2 separate regions of the Xenopus laevis genome follow, and region 1 is linked to region 2. A link is a contact called in public Hi-C data. All regions are on one chromosome and are shown on one strand. Each heading gives the region's core, a stretch centred on a gene start, on an enhancer-like site or on the middle of the called end of the contact. The rest is flanking DNA. Distances are from core to core; before and after follow the strand shown.

Region 1 (3,278 bases), core at 172-2,671, 82 kb after region 2:
ATTTGTACAATTGGATCCTTGCGTCTATGACCAGCTTAAGGGCAGAGACGCTCAGATTCGGGAGATTCAGACGCTTAGCGACAGATCTCCTCTTCTTCGGGGCGACTAATCTCCCGGAACTGCCTCCTGCTGGCTACAATGTAAATTGCCGGCGGGATGGCAATTGGTGCACTTCGTTTTCCGAAGTTGCCTCACGAGGAAAGTTTTGGCAACTTCGGAAAACAAAGCGATCCGAGTGCCATCCCATCGACGATTTACATTCTAGGCGATTAGTCACCCGAAGATGAGTTGATTTGACGACGGGCATCTAAATCTCCCCGAATCTGAGCATGCGTCTTTGCCCTAAATGGTAGGGCTAGGGCTACTCCATTTCTAAAACATTCAGCATCGTAACAAGAGTGTGCCCAGGCAACATCGGGCTGATCCGATCAAGAAAGATCGGATCATAGCGAGGAGAAAACGGGCAGTCGGATCGATGACTGCATCAACTAATCGATTCGTTCCTTGATCCGACGGGAGTTTTAAGCCCGACCAATCGACATCTGGACGACTTTTGGGGAAGCCTATTGGAGGGTCCCATACACTGCCGACTTAATCTGTCAGCAGTTTATATCTGCCCTTGTATGGGGGGCCTTAACTTGTGTGCTCCAGGGCAGGGAGAGTTATTGAGCAAATCGGGGAAGAAAAAAGGTAAGATTGGATCGGATTGGGGGCAGGTCAGGGGCTCAATTTAGAGATTATAACAATATGCCAACAATTACATTTTACAGGTTAGGTCAGTAAAATACTGGCTGGAAGGAAGCAGCGCTGATCCCATAGATCTCTATTGGAACTGCAGGTGTCAATGGGCTGGAGGCCACTTGGGTAACCAAAGAATATGGTCAGGCACATAACTATAGGGCACCAGTCCTCCCTGCCAAATAATATTCGGAGGGGCCCGACATGCTCAGAAATCCACTTGCATGTGCACACATTTTCCAGCTCTCTAGCAGAGTTATAAAGGTAACTGACCCCATGATCCAGGACCCCCTATCCCACGACTGCAGGAGCCTCCTCTATAGTTACCCACTGAATATGATTTCTCTTCTTTTCTAGCAACTAAAATATCAATGGGAATGTGTACATATTACTTTAAGGGCAATGACAGCAATTGGGGTTGGGGGGGACAATGCTTGAAACGCGTTGCACCCAATGGTGTGAGTACAGGTGCAGGTTCAGTAGGATTCCCTTGTCTTTTTTCATCCTCAGCCACAACAATGAAGATTCCAGGGAAACAATAATGTTCATAGTCATTCACAGGATATATTTATCTTTCATTCAGAAGACTGCATTCATTGATTGCCTGGAGCACTACATACTTACACCCGTATCCCAGGATGCACTGCACACTTCCCTGGCACTGCAGCTGAACTACACCCTAATCATTAACCTGTATATGTGCGGATATTATAGGTTGGTTGGGGAGGAGGGGGGAGGGGAGTGGCACATTGTCCCTACTTGCCCTGGTAATGCACCAGGGTCCCTTAATGCAGGGGAGAAGCCCAGGCTTGTGCAGGGAGACGGGAGGAAGAGTATGAAGAGTATGAAGAGTGTGAAGGGCTGTGGGTGCCTCTTGTTAGAAATATATTAATAGCACTTCTGTAATGTCTGAGTCGGGAAGGTTTATTATTTTCTTTCATGTACAGAAGCCCTGCCACCTCCCCGAGACTAAATGTCACCTGCAGAACTACAGTCTATTGTAAATCAGCAGGAGAGCGCCATCTATTGCTGGTTTTGGGTAAAAACTCTGAATTTTCTAGGACAAATTTGCCCAGATTTTACAGATGAGGAGGGGTGTCGATTTAGTGATGCTGCTATCCCATCCATCTCTCAGTTCTTTCATTTTCAGGTTTATGTCACAGAGCCAAGGAAAATATATTATGATTTGGATGAACAGGTTTAACAACCTACCTCTCCACTTCTCCTAATACACAGACATCAGAGCAACTGCCTCTTACTTGCTCCTAGGGTTGCCACATTCTCTGGGAAAAAGTGCCGGCCTAGTTATATGGTTTCTTCTCTGCACTATTAATATTCACATCAAGCTGTATATTTATAAGCCAGGCTGCTAATGTACCGACTAGGTGGCAATTCTACCTGCTCCTAATACAGGGGAAACAGAGACCCAACCTTCTTTAAACCTCCCACCTCTCCCCTCCTATAATACATGGGCCCCAGGGTCCCTACTTCTCTCCTCTTCCTAATACATGGGCAGCGTTGGACTGGAGATTCGGAGGCCCAGTGGTGCGTCTACCACAGCAGCCCCATCCCATTCCGGGCCCCTTTGCCCAGGCAATCTGTGGGTTCTGGCAAATGCCAGGACTTCTGTAACATGCTATAGACACTCACTATTTATTGGGCTGTTTGGGCCTCTGTGTACCTAAAATGGATTATTTTGATTCTCAGTACAGATCTGCCCCTGCCTCTTCCACAACCCCCCTAAAGGCTCCCCGCCTCAATTGCAAACCCCCCTCTGGGCCCCCCGCACATACACGTAGTTGCAGCGGAGAAAGGGGGGGAGGATTAGATCAGGGGGCAGTGTGGGCTGTAAACAGGTGCGGGTCTGGGCGGCTGAGCCCATAAGGGCCGGGGCCCACCGGGTTTTTACCCAGTGTCCCAGTTTGGTCCAGTTTGACCCTGTACATGGGCCCCAGGGTCCCTACCTCTCCCCTCCTTCTAATAAACAGACCTCAAAGCACCTAAAAGAGAAGGATCAAACTGCCAATTTTGGAAGGAAGAGGAAGGGTCCCCTACCATTTCCCTCCTCCAAATAAACAGACCTCAAAGCACCTAAAAGAGAAGGATCAAACTGGCAATCTGGAAACTCTGCTAAATGCTGAAAGCTGTTGGGGCCACTGTGTACCTTCCAGGGCTTAATTTATTTATTTATTTTTTTCCTCATACAAGTTGTTTATTAAACACTGTTTTCTACATTGGATTAACATCTTTACATCTTATACAATACAGTTTTCAGGGTTAGATGCAGGAAACCACGCTTGCACAGAGATGCACATTTTGAAGGTTCTATTTCATTGAATCGAGTTGGGTGTGTGTGTTAGATGCAGGCGTAACTTCGCTAGAGAAAGAGACTGGCGATTTTCGCCGCTTAGTAAATTTGCCCCATTGTATGTCTCCAATACAAAAACATTAGCGCATGTACATCTCCCTTTTCCTAATACGAGACATAAGAGCACTTATCTCTCCTTTCTCCTTATACAAGGGGCCCCTGTGATGCTGAA
Region 2 (3,033 bases), core at 385-2,884:
AACCTACAAGTGGATACACACAGCTCACTGTACGCAGTTATCATATGAATAGCGCTAATGTGGAAGTGTAAATATATATATCTATATATAGATATATAGATATAGATATATAGATATAGATATATAGATATATAGAGAGAATTTTTCTCCTTTTTCACATTATAATATTGGCCTGCATGATTTCAAGTATTTCAAACTGATATGTTTTGGGCTGCAAGGAAAGTGTGCAGAAGAGCTGTCTGCAGAGCCTGCAGATTTGATAAGGGTGAACAGTCCAGCCAACTGGCTGCTTTAGCAAATTGACAGTTGAGGTCATAGAAGAAAGGCTACATGGGCTCTCCGTTTAACTGGTCAACAGAAAGGAAAGCGGGGACAGGTGATGGACTGCTCAAGCCCCTGCCCTCATTACTCGGGTTACCCCATAAGCTTGTTGAATAATTCGGGGTGCCCCAGAGAGAAGTGCCATGAAGGTCTCCAGAGCTAGAGCCAGAAGCTCCCGGACTGTTCCAGTGATTGATATCTCCACGGTTCGAGATGCTGTGAGGACTGTCTAGGGATCCTAGTCGGCTGTGCCCAGAGCCAAGGGACTGCCAGCCGGGGGAAGGAGTCAGAGACTGGCCTTGTGCAAAGAAACGACTTATCTCCTCTTCACTGGCAAACTCAGCAAGTATAGTAGTGTTCCCTAAAACACACCTGTTGGGGGGCAAAAAAAAAAAAAGTATTAATTCGACTGATTGTTAAACCTGCACTTAATAGAAAAGGTAAACTGGTGTCCAGGCTCTATAGGTCATTACTACTCTGCTCTCCAGACCCATTCGCTAAAGCTCAACAAAAATGGCAGGTAAGAGATCCACTCATTAGGCTCAGGAGGCCATTGAGGGCCTGTACGGCTTCCTGATACCGATTAAAGACCGACTTATTCAATTCAAATTCACACACCAGCTCTATATGACACCGATTAAGCTAAAGAAGCTCGGTAGAACCCTCAAAGCCAGATGCCCCAAATGCCAACAGCCTGATGCCAACTTTTATTATATGGTTTGGGAGTCCAACCTGGTCTTCAGCTTTTAGTCCAAAGTGGTTGAGCACTTACAAGAACAGCGGTCATTCCCTGGGACTGACACGCCTGCTGGGAATAGTGGAGGGCCTGCTTCCGTTAACTAGATCTAGAATTCTCATTAAAACCGCTCTGTATTAAGCCAAGAAATCCGTAGTAATGCACTGGATGTCCCCCAACCCCCCACAATGCAACACTGGCTGTATTTGGTAAATAAAGGGCTAATAAACATAAACCGACATATGAAGCCAGAGGATGCCCCCATGGCTAGATGTGCACCCAGAACATGAGCCCCTTACCTCCTGCCTTCATACACCCAGCTAACCCTCCTGGCATGAGATAAGATAGACATGTATCACTAACAGTTTTGTTGTGAATATTATGCACACAGAATTTAATGCAGACTAAATTGTATGTTTATTTGCTTGTTTTGTTTGTACATTCCCAACCCCTTCCCTCCTCTCCCTATTGAAAAACCAAATTAAAAAAACAAAAAACCTGCACTTAATAGCAACACAGGGCAGACAAAAAAAACAGACTTGGCTTTATTTTGTCTGCTGCAGGCAACTAATGTGAACCTTATCACAGCAGCAATGCAGTAGCAAAGGCCCAATTCTCATTCTGATGAAGTCACACAACAGGTGTAGCTAGCAGCTAACTAGAACTAACTATATGGGCATCACCCATATGAGCTAACGCCTTACGGATCCATAAATGGATTATCGATGTAACGCTTCATATGTGGACCAAATGATGGATCTCACACAGTGTGACCCCCTTCCTATTCTCAACATTCATGCAGAGAACTCGTAGCATTAGAACAGAATCTGCCGATACACCATGCACTGGCTGAAAAGGTGCATCCACTGATCACATCCACTAAACTCATTCGATCCCCGAACCAACAAATTGTATGAAATTTTGTGTAGTTAATACCTTGGTCAATCAGTTTTACAAATAGTAGTAAATGCCAAAATATGCAGTCATAGTTGGGGGCCAACACACCCAGGTTAAAACCTATAGGTGTGTCTAATAGGCAACATCCCTGTGTTCTCTACATTTCTCTTTTCATGCAGGAGTTGGGTGTCAGATATTCATTGACAGTTAGATCCAATATATCTTATAGGGGGGCTCCTTTTGCCTAGAAGATGTATTAGAGCTCACTCTATTGAAATCACCAGACATCATGTCTCTCTACATGCAGAATTTGTGCAAAAGGCAGTTATTTTGTTAGATCTTGATTATTGAAGAAACAATGCAAAATATTTAATTGATTGTATTTAGAAAGTTTGTTATTTAAGTATGATGACGTGTTCATTACATTTTTATTTTCACAATAGTTCTCCTTTAATATTTCCCCCCACCAATTAATTTGGAGCAGATTGCAATTTCACTTTGGATGTTAAGGTGTAAAATCAAGTGGGACAATGACAGAACAGCAATAGTACCCCCCACCCCCCCATACATGGGCCTTAAAAGTTTAGATCAACTAGACGAGATAATATACACGCAGGCAAATCCTCCGCTCACTGGCAGCTTAAAGGAGAAGGAAAGCTACGGCAGTTTATTCCCAATAGATTAGCTGCAATAGTGCAAGCTATAACACTATATTTATTCTGTAAAAAGCTCTAGAAGCTCTCTGTTTGTTTAGGATAGCAGCTGCAGTATTAGTTTGGTGTGACATCAGTTCCTGCCTGAGTCTCTCCCTGCTCACTCATAGCTCTGGGCTCAGATTACAGAGGGGGGGGGGGGGGGGAAGAGGAGCAAACTGAGCATGCTCACGCCCGGGGCAAGGAGGTTTAAGCTGAAAACAGGAAGTCTGATAAAGAAGCCCATGAGTACACAATAGAAGGAAAGAAATGCTGTGTTTCTTTTAACAGAGGACTCAGAGCAGAATTACTTTGAGGGTTTACTGGTATATTGAGGTGGACCTTTCTGATAAGGCTTACTTAGTTTTAACCTTTCTTTCTCCTTTA

What was found. Hi-C and Micro-C count contacts between places; a contact is called where the count stands out from the background.
Region 1: a Hi-C map of the XL177 cell line shows a contact between it and region 2, with 4 times the contacts expected there. The contact joins two enhancer-like sites. A contact is called at or near these places in 2 of 4 Hi-C or Micro-C datasets (the XL177 cell line and the XTC cell line).

Annotation. Positions count from the first base shown.
Region 1 is chr9_10L:117,331,485-117,334,762 of Xenopus_laevis_v10.1, forward strand. No RefSeq gene overlaps it. Among protein-coding and RNA genes, the nearest start is that of tnrc6a.L, 23 kb to the left of the region's middle. Within about 2 kb of position 1,422, at least 1 of the 7 cell types and tissues checked has an H3K27ac peak or open chromatin away from gene starts, as enhancers often do.
Region 2 is chr9_10L:117,249,182-117,252,214 of Xenopus_laevis_v10.1, forward strand. tnrc6a.L (trinucleotide repeat-containing gene 6A protein) reads right to left here. Exons shown (of 22, transcript XM_018236555.2): 22 at 1-693. The coding sequence ends at 327. Among protein-coding and RNA genes, the nearest start is that of LOC108701642, 39 kb to the left of the region's middle. Within about 2 kb of position 1,635, at least 1 of the 7 cell types and tissues checked has an H3K27ac peak or open chromatin away from gene starts, as enhancers often do.